Regions from separate parts of the Mus musculus genome. Here region 1 is linked to region 2. A link is a contact called in public promoter capture Hi-C data. All regions are on one chromosome and are shown on one strand. The core of a region is the stretch at or near the end of the contact, and the rest is flanking DNA. Distances in the headings are between cores, read along the strand shown. Region 1 holds the start of Cldn5 (claudin 5). Region 2 holds the start of 4930588K23Rik (a long non-coding RNA gene).

Evidence for each region. Promoter capture Hi-C pulls out the DNA fragments that hold promoters and counts their contacts.
Region 1: a contact with region 2 is called in a promoter capture Hi-C map of liver, with 2.8 times the contacts expected there. The contact joins the promoter of Cldn5 here to the promoter of 4930588K23Rik in region 2. A contact is called at or near these places in 4 of 39 promoter capture datasets (cranial neural crest, embryonic stem cells and liver), 4 of 484 Hi-C or Micro-C datasets (colorectal tumor organoids and embryonic stem cells), 1 of 115 datasets of contacts at active chromatin or transcription factors (pancreatic cancer cells) and 1 of 9 other capture datasets (liver).

Annotation. Positions count from the first base shown.
Region 1 is chr16:18,771,807-18,778,416 of GRCm38.p6, reverse strand. It overlaps Cldn5 (claudin 5), which reads right to left and starts at 1,570. Exons shown (of 1, transcript NM_013805.4): 1 at 155-1,570. The coding sequence starts at 1,421. The coding sequence ends at 765.
Region 2 is chr16:18,602,715-18,609,318 of GRCm38.p6, reverse strand. 4930588K23Rik (a long non-coding RNA gene) reads right to left here and starts at 2,657. Exons shown (of 2, transcript XR_384719.3): 1 at 2,596-2,657; 2 at 1-1,488. RefSeq lists enhancers at 4,690-4,896, 2,696-5,699, 4,690-6,604.

The DNA.
Region 1 (6,610 bases), core at 321-2,820, 170 kb before region 2:
CTGGGCTCTGCCTCCCCTCCTGTATCCCAGCCTAACTCCAGCACTTGGCTGAGTTGAAAACTGGAGAAATCCCTGCAGGGAGTCTTTGAGGAGGGGTGGGTAGATGAATAGGGAGCTGGGCACAAGGAGTCTCTGGACAGAGGACAGGACACAGTTGAAAGTGTTCAAACCATTTACTGAGCAAATTCTTGCCCGGCCCACCCCCCAAGCCCCAAGCTTCCAGGAGGAAGGCAACCCCTCTAAGGCTCTGGTACCTACAGGGCCCCCACCTTGGGGGAGTGCTGGAGTGAGACCAGGTCCAGGCTAAGTCCTTTGGTTCAGTAGGTTCTTCTCCACTAACAAAGAAAATGCCCTTTTTAACACGTCCCTCTGGCAGCCCCGGGGTTTCTCCAGCTGCCCTTTCAGGTTAGCAGGTGCCACTGGACATTAAGGCAGCATCTAGTGCCCCCAGGATCTCAGTAGGAACTGTTCGCGGCAGTTTGGTGCCTACTTCACCGATGAAATCTGAGCGTTCCACCCACGTCGTGGCCAACTGCGCATAGAAGAAAAGGTCGGTCAAGTTCTTAAAAGTGCCTGTAGTCTGTTCTGAGCAGGGCCCGGCTAGTGATGGTCAACGGACTCTGAGAGCGGGCAAGTCTGGCCCGAACCCAGCATGACTTGCGCTGCGCAACCCAGCGGTGGTCGTCATCCACACACGGCTTCCCGCATCGGTCTTTCCCATCGCGGGCTTAGCTGCGGGAAGAGCCCCGCCATGCCTCCCGCCCTTAGACATAGTTCTTCTTGTCGTAATCGCCATTGGCCGTGGGCCGCCGCGGCGCAGAGTACTTGACCGGGAAGCTGAACTCAGGGCGCCCGGTGCAGACCCAGGCGCCGCAACACACGAGGCCGCCACCGCACATGAGCAGTGCGGAGGCCGCCCAGCCGATGTACAGCGCCGCGCCCAGCTCGTACTTCTGTGACACCGGCACCGTCGGATCATAGAACTCGCGGACAACGATGTTGGCGAACCAGCAGAGCGGCACGAGTGCCAGCAGCCCGCACACCGCGTAAAGCGCTCCTCCCGTGAGTGCTACCCGTGCCTTAACTGGGCCCGGGGCCACGCAGGTGGTGCACTGAGCGCCGGTCAAGGTAACAAAGAGTGCCACCAGCGCCAGCAGCACAGCGCCCACGGTGAGTGCCCGAGCTGCCTGCACCTCCGCACTCAGCGCCAGCACAGATTCATACACCTTGCACTGCATGTGCCCGGTACTCTGCACCACGCACGACATCCACAGCCCCTTCCAAGTCGTCTGCGCCGTCACGATGTTGTGGTCCAGGAAGGCAGTCACCTGCCACATGGGCAGCCCACACGCCAGGATCAAGCCCACCCATCCTACCAGACACAGCACCAGACCCAGAATTTCCAACGCTGCAGACCCCATGGCTAAAGACTGAATGCTCACCCGACGGCCCTTGGGGCCTCCGGGTGCTCTCTGCGCTGCTTAGGCTGGGAGCTGGGAATTGATTCTGGTGCCTCTGCTCTGGAGCCTCCAGTCCTGGAGCAGAAGAGGAGGTTTTAACTACACCAACTGGGTTCTGAAGTAACCTGTTGTCCTATTTGAAGTCTCGGGGGCGGACTCTGCCCCCAGGGCGCAGCCCCCCGAGTTAGCTCAACCAATCCATGAGCAGACCTTCGGCCCACAGCCAATCGCGGACCCCCTGACAGCTACAGTTACTGAAACCACGGGCGAGCAGGACTAGTCCTGCTCACCCGAACCGCACCCTGCAGAACCGCAGTCTGAGACCCTACCAGTTTCTGTCCTAGTAGGGGCTGATCTTGGCAGGTACACAGGAGATCTGTGCGCCCCTGTCTCCACTGTTAGCAGCATGACCCCTAACCTACACTCACCAGCTCCACCTGCTACATCCCGGATCATTCCAACTCCTCTCTGCAGACTGCTTGGCCTGGAGGTTCTCTGAGCCCCCGTGCACAGGTGAAACAAACCTCTACGCCCGCCGTTTTTCCCTTGGCACACCAAGCGGAGATGCTCGGCAAGCCTGTGTTGGGCTTGCCCTTAATTATAACCTCATTCATGATCCTACCCAACCACCGCCTACAGTTCTCACTCCTTCCCTGGAACCACTGGTCTGACACAAAGTGAACACTGCAAGGGCCTGTGCTCTCCTCTGGGATGCTGCGCAACCCCTGAGGGTTCTCCGACGTCCAGTCTTCTCCAGCAGATAGGCTGTGATCCTAACACAGCATACTGGAATCCTGGGACAGCAGAGACACGATGGGACATAGAAAGGCTATGCCTTGCCATCCTACAAATAGTTGTGGTGCTTTGCCACCCCAGCCCCCAGGCCACCCTCCGGAAGCCAACTTGGAGTTTCCTGGCCAGGAGGAAGAGCCCCCATCCTCGGTGGAGGAGGGAGCCGCGGGATTTCCGGGCATTCTTCTGCACAATGGCCCAGCCATTTCTTGAAAGGTCCACTGGGTTAGACACACTGGGTCCCTGAGGCTCAGGTGGGGGCACCAGGCCCCACAGCCCACAACCAAACTAGGGCGCCAGCCTCTTTCCAGTGAACACTCCTCCCTGCTCCCTTTGTTTCCAGCTAACCCTGGACTCCAGCTGGGCTTTGTTGTCTTCTGTTGTTGTTCTGTTTGGGGGTTTTGTTTTGTTGTTTCCTCTGCTCAAAAGAACTCAGGGCCTCTATAGGGAAAGGATGACATTGTTGAGGCCAGCCACAGATGTGGAGATTTTGGTAAATCTCTCCCTTTTATGGGTCCCTGCTTCCTTCTGGAGATGGCTCTGAGCTAGAGGTCTATGGGGCCAGGTCATTGCCTACTTCACCCTACAACAAACTGTTCTTAGAAGACGGCGGGAGAGCCTCACATACACACCCTTTCTTGTCCTCCCTGGTACCTCTTCCAGCTATCATATATTAACTGCTGCCTTCTATCTTCTAGAGACCCCTGCTTTTCTGCAGACCCTTCTCCCTGCTCAGTAGATGTAAACTCAAATCCTGCTCCCCCTGCTCCAGTCTGCAGAATTTTGTTTTGCCAGCCCCCTCCCTTCAAGCTCCCAGGCACCTTCCTGGAGCAACTACTGAACCCTCTTCAGATGACCCAACAAGGCTACTCCTGCAGGCCCTGGCCTGTAATCCTCTATGGCTCTCATTGCCCACTGGCAAAGAACTGGATCCTGGGAGCAGCCTAGACTAAGCTGGCTGTAAGTGACCAGGAAAATATTTACACACTTTATACTTCAACCAGATCCATCTTCCCTGGGCCTTGGAATGAGCCTTCCTGCTGTTCCTGTCTTGTCTTGCTGTTCTGCAGGACATGCTGATGCACACATCTGAGAATATCTCTCTACACGCAGGCCCCAGAAGGTCCAAGCCAGGATAGCTTTTGCCCGCTGGCTTTCCTACTAGTGTCCCGGGAATACGGGGATCTTCTGGGACACACATTTGTCCCAGACAAGAAGCAGCTTGCTGCTTTCAACTATTTGGGGCTACAAACAGCAGGACATGCTCCCTTCCTTCTGTCTGCCCTCCTACCCACCATTTCGGTACTGTCCCCAGCCTTGCACCCAGAATGGTCCGAGCAAGTTCACATACCTTTGGTAAATTCATAATTGCCAGTGGAACCTTAGATACCGTACTCTCCAGCATGCAGCGGGACCAGAACCACTCCAGAAATGGACAGCCAGGGCTGGCAATGCTTCCTCGATCCTCCTCAAAACTAAAGGTGGCCCAAGTGACCACCCCAGATCCTTCCTTGGGGATTTGTGTGTGTGTGTGTGTGTGTGTGTGTGTGTGTGTGTGTGTGTGTGCATTGGACACTGTCTCTCCCAGAGCACACAGCACAGGCCACTTAATAAACAAACTGCCAACAAAGTACCAGATAGGAAGGCAAAACCCAGCAGAGGGTTCTCTGAAAAGGTGGCAGCGCAGCAGGAGTCCAGGAAGAAGATCCCAAGGAGCAGTTGGAAATCTGAGTATAAGATGCTGGTGTACAGATGCACTTGGGCTAGGCAATGTAGCTCTGGGGTAGAGCACTGCTTAGCAAGTTCCATCACCAACACTACAAACTAAAACTAAGTAGATCACCCTAGAGGTGGGACACGGCTCACAGAGGATCTGACCTTGGAGCAGAAAGAGGTCAGCATAGCCAGAGTGCAGCAAAGGGCCAGGGCCAGGGAGTCTGGGGTGGTAGGGGGCTTGCCAGGCAGGCCACCTGCTCCTGCCCTGCTATTGTTCTGCTTTCCCAGGGGAAATGGCACAGGATCCTATTAATCCTGTGACAGAAAGGCCTGAGTCTGCAGAAAAGCAAAGTTTATCTCTAGCAGCTGCTGGCTGACCCTGCCCTGAGGGGATCCGTTGACCTTCCATGGCAATCTAAATTTAGGCTCCAGGTTCCTGGGGCTTGGATTTGAGGAGCTCTTAACAAACAGGCTTTATTTCAAAGGGAGTGAGGGAAGGAAACAAAAACAAAAACAAAAACCCCAGCCTTACTTCTATCTTTCAGTTTCTGGTCCAGGATGTCTTCCCCAAGTTCAGCAGACATTTACAGGTCAACAACATTCTTCTTGCCCAGAGCCATTTCTTGGTGGAAGACAAAAAGCCCAGGCTCTCACTGGCCCAACAGGAAGCATCTTAAGACCCCCCTCCTCATGTCACTGACTGAGGGGCTGGGAACCTAGGGTGATCTCCGTAGGAAGACAGTTGGCACCGGAGTTAGACTCCCCCTTCTTTTTGAACTAAGGACTTGGCTTCTCTGTGCTTCATTTTCTCTTTCACAGTGTAGCCCTGGCCACAGGATTACAACCTTGCAAGAGAGGCCACTTATAATCCAGAGACCTCTGGTACAATTCCTGGGAGCTAGAGAGGGGCTTGAAGTTACTCACTAGCTCAGTTGACCTTCACAGTTCATGGACCTCAGGCCCAAGCAGGTGCCATCTAGCCATCAATATCAGAGGCCACTGTGCTTCAGTGAGCAGGAGAGTTTTGAGAGGGTGGGGTCCTGTAGCCCCACCATCCCTTTTAGGCCCACAACAGTCCAGCCTGACCTCTCCAAAATATAGTCTCAGTATGTATCCCTGGCTTTCTAGTGCTTGATAAGTAAACCAGCCTGGCCTTGAGATCAACTTGCCTCTGCCTCCCAGATGCCAGGATTAAAGGTATATGCTACCACACCCGACTTGAGATATTTTCATCCACAGTTGAGTCTGTGGTTGTAGATTCAGCGGGCTGGCTATGTTCAGCCAGTTACTTAGCCATCTATCCCTCAAGACGTCATTTGTTTTTTTGTTTTGTTTTGTTTTGTTTTGTTTTGCTTTTTGGTTTTTTTTTGTTTGTTTGTTTTTTGTTTTTTGTTTTTTGTTTTTTTTTTTTTTTGAGACAGGGTTTCTCTGTATAGCCCTGGCTGTCCTGGAACTCACTCTGTAGACCAGGCTGGCCTTGAACTCAGAAATCCGCCTGTTTCTGCCTCCCAAGTGCTGGGATTAAAGGCATGCGCCACCACCGCCCGGCTTAATTCTTGGTATTTAAGAGGTTATGTTACTGATATTATCTGATGCCACCTTTCTATTGCCTATAATCAGCATTGTGTAACCCCAGTTTCAAAAGTTTATTAATTCACTGGGCATGGTGGTCACATTTGTAATCCCAGCTCGAAGGTACTGAGGCACAATGATTACAAGTTAGAGACCAGCCTGGACTACATAGTAAGATCCTTCATCAAATCAAAAAACCCCAGATATCTGGCAGTTTTGCAAAAGATATGGTTAATGAACCTATAGACATAAAAATAGGAACTGTCCCAAAAGAAATCCACATGGAACAACTCTCCCGTGGGGAGAAAGCTGAGCTGCAGGGTGACTCAGACAGGTCAGTGGACATGTAATTAGAGTCTCCAAGCCATCTCTCTGGCCTCAATAATCATGTCTTAAATGCATTAACTATGTGCTATTTTATTATATTTATATAATAAGTTCTTCAGATATTTTCATATAAAAAGAATTCCAAGATAGTAGGAAGCAAGAATGTGAGAAGCAAACTATTGGTGCATAATAATAGACTTTCCTCCTCTTTTCCTTGTCTAAACTCTGATTCATAATTGAAGCAAAAGTATTGCAGTACATGCTGTGGTTCTCATTTACAAAGTAGAGACAACACTTAAATATGATAACATCAGGAAGGGGGGATAGGAGACACCTCAACATAGTGACATCAGGAAGGGGAGATAGGAGACACCTCAGCTAAGTGACATCAGGAATGGGGGATAGGAGACACCTCAACATAGTGACATCAGAAAGAGGGGATAAGAGACACCTCAACAAGGTGACATCAGGAAGAGGGGATAGGAGACACCTCAACATAGTGACATCAGGAAGTGGGGACAGGAGACACTCAACATAGTGATGTCAAGAATGAGGAAAATCCCACCTGAAAAGTATTGCCACCAAGAAACTTTGCTGAGTTAAACACACAGTGCACACAGTGTTTTTCTGAAGTGGTTTCCAATAGTTGCAAAAATGGTTTCCTTGATGAGGAGTGAAAACCACACTTATCTGTGAGTATAAGGGTCAATGGTTATAGATTGTTGTTAAGGATTATGCTGGTC
Region 2 (6,604 bases), core at 1,408-3,907:
GGTAGGCCTGGGGGGGTGGGCAGGAGTGGACCCAGCTGTTGCAGCCTGGCTCCAATTCCCGCTCTGCATGGAAGAGAGTCCCTAGGGCCAAGGCTGGTGGTCTGTCTGAGAGGGAGTGGGGATGTGTGGGGGCTGTGCCTTCCTCCTGGCAGTGGTCCCTGGGGCATCAGGAGTAGGAGGAAGTTGCTTTCATGCTAAGGGACAGAACAAGCTGTTGGGGAGACTCTCTTACCCGCCCCCCAGATTGTGTGCAGAAGGTCTCCCTGCTTTTAATACCTGAATCTCTAATAGCTCTCAATTGCATCCTCAGGTGGCACCCGTGCCAAGCTCCTATATGTTCTAAGAAGTGGATCGAACATCCCTCTGTCCCTGTCTGTACCCACAGAGTCTCCCTTCTAGTCCAAGAACCAGGTACCAGCTTGTACCACCCAGATCTTTGAGCCAATGAGCCTCCCCACCTGAGCCATCTGGAAACTCCTACTCACCCTTCAAGACCCTGTGCAATTATACCTATTGCTTGAAAGCCACTGGGAGTACTAAGCTCCATATTAACCTGGTGTCATTTCTTCCTAGTTTCTCTGGTCTGAAAGAAGGCTGCACACAGGCTTAGGGTACACAGCACTTCATCTAAATCGTCTTTAGCTGAAGATGTTATTGGGTCCTGTAGAATCAAGCTTTGGCTATGAAGCTTGGTACGGAAGCTGTCAGGGCCCGGCCTCCACCAGGGCACACATTGTGAAGAGGACAGAGGGGCATCCGAGAAGCTGAGATGGACGAGTGAGTAGGAGGCTCCCTCCAGCAGGAGAATGGGAGCCCAGTCGGAGCCCTGTTGGCTTACCCACAACATTTGCCTGGCTTCAGTGGAGGCCAATGGGGCGGAGCCAATGGGGCGGAGCCAGAGGGAATCTTACTCTCAAAATCCCTCCTGCCTGCTGCCAGCCCCCAGGGAAGTCCCGCCATTCGGGAACCTGATATTTTAAGACTTAAAGCAAATGTTTCTGGGGCCCCCGGAGCTGCACCAAGGCGCCCATTCAGCCTCATGGGGGCAGGGCCAGCACAGAAGAGCAGACCCCCACCTGCTGCTCTGTTCCCTGGGTGGTAGTTTCTGACAGCAGGGAGTTACGGACACTCCCTGCAAGACACTCCTTGAGCACAGGGGAAGGAGACCTGTGGGGCTTGCAACCTGACGGTCCCTCTCCCAGGTCTCCACGCTCAGGTAAGACCATCAGAAGTCTTGAATCCATTCCAGACCAGGACCAAATAAACAAGCAGCTGCCCTACCTAGGCACCATCTGGGTGAGCACGTCCATGTCCAGGGTCTGGTTTTGAGCCGAGGAACTTAAGCCGAGCCTTTCCATCCAGTAAAGAAAGAGATCTGAGATCCACTGGTGATGTCTATTGGGGTTACAGACATGAAAGTGGTGATCTGTGTGCTGCTTCCTGATCCATAGTGACAGAAACACGGGGCAGGATTCTTCCTGTCATGGCCTGGGTAAGAGAGGGCCATGAAGCTTTGTCTTGGCTCCAAACTTCTGTCCCCTCCCTCCCCTGACCCCAGTTCACCTTCCCTCCAGTCAGCCTTGAAAGGTTAGAACATAACATACTGGAGGAGGGCAGTGCATGGCAAGGCAGCTGGAGTTGTGCTGGGGCAGTCAAAACCTAAGAGTCTAACTTTGTTTGTTTGTTTGTTTGTTTGTTTGTTTGTTTGTTTGTTTGTTTGAGAAAGGGTCTCACTATGTAGGCCAGGCTGACCTGGAACTCACAGATCTCCTCCTGCTTCTGCCTCTGGAACTCTGGGATTAAAAAGCGTGCGCCACCATGGCCAGAAAGGACCTAATCTTAAAGTATGTTCCAGGACTGGTCCAGCCATGAATGCAAGGGCACACCAAGAGAGGAAGGCTACTCTGGGGGTTCTTTTAGGGTGGACTGTACTAGCAGGTTCAGCTATCCCAGACCACAGTCCTCAGATCTAGTTTTCTTTTCTTTTCTTTTTTTTTTTTTTTTAGACAGGGTTTCTCTGTGTAGCCCTGGCTGTCCTGGAACTCGGCTGTCCTGGAATTCACTTTGTAGACCAGGCTGGCCTTGAACTCAGAAATCCACCTGACTCTGCCTCCCGAGTGCTGGGATTAAAGACGTATGCCACCACGCCCGGCAGATCTGGTTTTCTTGATCGGCAGAGCTTGCTCACAATCTTACCCTTAAGTCATGAGCCTGTCACAGCTCTTCTTGGGCAATTTTCACTATCTTATAGATGGAGAAACTAAGGCCCAGAAAGAAAGGGCAGTCTTTCTGGGACCACAAGCCAATCTAGCTGTATTCTCACCTTAACTCTCTGCTCTGACCCATTACCTGCAGACAGGACAGGGCTCTGGATGGCTGAGGTAGAGCAGAGCACACCCTGGAGAGAATCCTAGCATTGGTACCTGCCTGTGGGGCTCCTGGTCAGTCTGAAAACTTCCTCACAAGCCTGGCAGAAATCACCACTGACCTGGGGCTATCACTTGCCAGCTCTACTGCCCTCCTTTTACCATTTTCACAACCTGCCAAGCTTGACCATGGCTACACTGTCATCCTATGTCAAGGGGATTCCCTCACCTCTGTGTTCCTTAGACAGGACAGGCCTGCCACCATCATTGCCTTGCTGTGAGGTTGCATACTGTGCAGGGCCTCTGGGCCTCGGGGTTCCCAGTTCTGAAATTGGTGGAAGGGTCACTGGCAGGAAGGTGGGAGCAGCACTCACATCAGCCTCTGCTGCCCTGTTCCCTTCCCTGGGGACAGATGCTGTTCATAGTCTCTGGTCCAGCCAATTACACAGGGCCTTGAATTTTTCACAGGCCAGAACTTCGTGGTGGTGTCTGCAGTCATACCTCTGACAATCTGGAGCCAGGAAAATGCCCACAGGAGCTTACTCCTCCAGAGCCCCAGGTGTCTCATAGCCAGAGTGTCTCCAGCAGCCAGAGCTGCCCCTGACACCTCCTTCCTCCACATCTTTCATTCTTTGGGCCTTGGTTTCTCCACATATATTTAGTAAAGGGCAGGATGCTGTTGGAAGTAAGAGAGGTACTTAGGAAGTTGTAGTTGGGGTGGGAAGAAAACACAGAGTATAGGACTTGGGGGTCCAGGAGGAGAAAGTGGGACCCTCTTGGTCCCCTTCAGAGGAACACAGAGGCCAAGAACTCCACAGACACCAAGCAGAGGAGACTGAATTAATTAGGACTCCTAAGGTCAGAGGGTTCCCAGACCCGGGGCCCTTCCAGAGACCCTGCATCCAGGGCACCACTGGGAAACAGATAGCTCAGAGTGGTAGGTGAGGGTAGCAGGCAAGCGCAGCACCTGGCCCCGCCCTTCCCCATCCACACCCTGTCAGAGCCCCTTCCCTTGTGTCTAGGCCCCTGGCCCCACTTGTACACCCAGACTCCAAACTGGAAAGACGGGCCGAAGAACAAACAAGCTCATACCACAGCCCCTACCCAGGCCTGTATGGGCAGGGCCAGGAGCTGGGGTTCCTCCTTTTGGGGTCCCAGGAGCCTAGTGAGAGGGACTGACTACCTGTCAGTCCCTGTCTAGCTGTGCCAAGCCCCCTGCTCACTCTTCTTCAGGATAGCTCCCTGGAAAGCAGGCACGGCTGGGCTATCGCTCCCCAGTTCATCTCTTAGGAGGGATCTGCTCATCACAGGGCTGTTCAAGAGATGTCAGAAGGTTGCTGAAGCTAGACAAACAGGACCAACTCTTCAAGATTCTTCTCAGACCACAGTCCCTGTGGCTCCTTCCTAAGGCTCAATTTTGGCATTCAGTCACGTGGTGAGTATAGGGCTAGGTACATTATAGAGACTGGACAAACACCCGTTACTAAATAAAGAAACCCTTCAGAGCAGTCTAGGGCACACTGAGTGACTCTTGCCTCAGCCTGCTCTTGCCATCTGCATCTGCTCCTGAAGAGGCAGTTGAGACCTCTAGACCCTGCTGTGCTTCAGGCTGCCTCCGTCTCTGCCCCTGTGGCTGTCATCACTGAGCCAGGGTCTTGGCACACTTAGAAATCAGGAAGGTTCTGTTTTTTTTTCCAGATCCGAGGGGTGATTTTCAGTGTATTTGATGGTCTGAGCTACAGACAAGAGGAGAGAAGGCCCGTGCTGGGGAGACGTGGAGCTGAAGACATGGATGGGCATGTGCTGGACTTGGGAGGCAAGCCCTGACAAGACCCAGAGTCCAGGATGCTGTCTGAGAGTGGACATGGGTGGGCCGAGCTGCATGCACTGCTTTAGAGCCCTGCTCCTACTCCAGTGACCCAGAGCTCAGAAGACCTTACCTCCAGGCTGGAGGCTGTAACACAAGTCCACTTACACTGGCCAAGCAGTGGAGGTGGCCAAGGGACTCAAGGTGTCTAGGAGATCCAGGGGCTGTGGGGGGTTGCCATGGAAGAGAATAAGGATAAAATCACTGGGTAGCAGGGGTCTTGAGGGTACAGGGGTCAGAAAGCTCCAGAGTCAAGGACAGAGGAACAATGGGAAGTACCAGAGATAGGACTTCAAATATGCTCAGTGGTGGCACTTGACTGGTTGGCCAGGTCTGTCCCCATGAGACCAGAATGTGGCCAGCCACAGTGGCCAGGTCAGGCCAGATTGGTGTGCTGGGTGTCCATCCTTCCTGAGAACCTGTCAGCAGCCTAGACATGGGGCATGGGTGAGCAGGCGAGACGGGCACCAGGCAGTCCTGTGAGGACACAAGGCTCCACCCTCAGTCTTGCCACCGGACACTCACATGACCTGTGACTGGCTGCCTGCCCGCCCACCCACCCTGCTGCCAATCACAATGACTATCCTCCCACCACACCTGCTCATGGCTGACAGAGGTCTCTATTCCCGGCCAGCCGCCTGCTCGGGTTATATTTAGGCCACAGGGGTGGTGCTGAGCTCCTGACCCCCTCTTGGGGCCCAGAGCAGGGGCAGCTGGACTGGGCTGCCTGCCCAAGCCTGGCCTTGTGGCTCAGGAAGAGGGCTGAGGCCTGGTTACTGCCTGCACGGCTGGTCCCCAGTGCCTCATACTCTGTTCCTTAGCTGGTGGACAGAGAGAGGCCTGGGCTCTGGCTGTAGGACATGTGAGAAAGTTCGGCTGGAGCAGGGACTAAGCTCTAATTCACTCATGGAGCCTGGGCATGAGGGCTGTGGAAAATTCAGGGGGCCCAGCAAGGCTGGGGAGCTTGGAGGGCCAGGCCAGGGTATGAGAGGACACCCAGGGGCTGGGCAGACAGCAAAACTGTTCTCTCCTGGAGCTCCCTGCACCTTTTCAGGGGGACCCTGAACTCCAGGCCCTTCTCCAGGCTGTCTCATAGGATGCTGCTAGGCAGGAAGTGATCCTGGAAAGCCACATCGCTTCTGCTGGTGCGCACGGACAGTCCTTGATATTTGGTCCTTAGATCTGACTCTATTCTGCCAGCCTGAGCCAGACCCCAGGTTTCCTGCCCCCATGCCAGCATGGAGGAGCAGTGCATCTTATCACCACATAGGCCTCTGAAGACTCACACAGAGGGCTTCTGTGAGACCTCTTCATCTTGCTATACAGCCCAGGCAGATGGGATATGATTGGGTTCCTGTGCTGGGTTCCTAGCTATCTGCTGTACTCCTGCACACATGCCCAGCTCTGGAATCATCTCTCACTGCTCTGTAGAGGAGCAGAACTGATCAAATGAATATATGTTTATGCATCTATAGTTTAATAAATCAATTTACGTTTATTAAATCAGATTACTTCAAAATAGTAACAACAGCTGTTCCACACCTGAGAGGCTAGGTGCCCCAGCAGAGGGAGCAGTGGCTGTCACACACTGGAGAGGGTGACAACCTGGTAGTCCACCCTTGGTTCAGGAGACCAGGCACCTCAGCAGCCCTAGTCTGAGGTTGCTAACCTGGAAACTTCCAGAAGAGCTGCTGGTCCTTAGTCCCAGAAACACCAGTTCTACCATCAGGAGAGGAAACCCCAGCAGCAGCAGCAACAGGGCAAATCTACTCTGTGGAGATTGAGACACTGAGTAGAAGGTGGGGAAGCTTCACAATCAGAAAGCACCACCCACACTGGGGAGGCCGGTCTTCACACATCAATCAAAGCCATCGGAACAGTTAGTTCTTCAGGTGGGGCTTCCTACTCAAATGATTTTTTTTTTTTTTTTTTTTGGGACAGGGTTTCTCTGTGTAGACCTAGCTGGCCTGTAACTCCCAGAGATCTGCCTGCCTCTGCCTCTGCCTCTGCCTCTGCCTCTGCCTCTGCCTCTGCCTCTGCCTCTGCCTCTGCCTCTGCCTCTGCCTCTGCCTCTGCCTCTGCCTCTGCCTCTGCCTCTGCCATACTTGGATTAAAGGCCTGAGTGACCACACCCTGCTCAAATAATTCTAATCTGTGTCAAGTTGTCATTAAAGCCATCTGTCTCCTAGGGAGCCCTGGTGCGCTCTGCTCTCCTGAGTCTGGCCACCTACGAGGGCACCAGCTATACAGACTATTCTCTCTGCGCTTTGAACTCACAGGTCTGGTCGGGGACCACCATCCTGCTCTACTGTCCGTTCTAGCTTAGGGGGTAGCTGCTCAAAGCTCAGTCCTCCCCCTCTCCCCAGCTTCC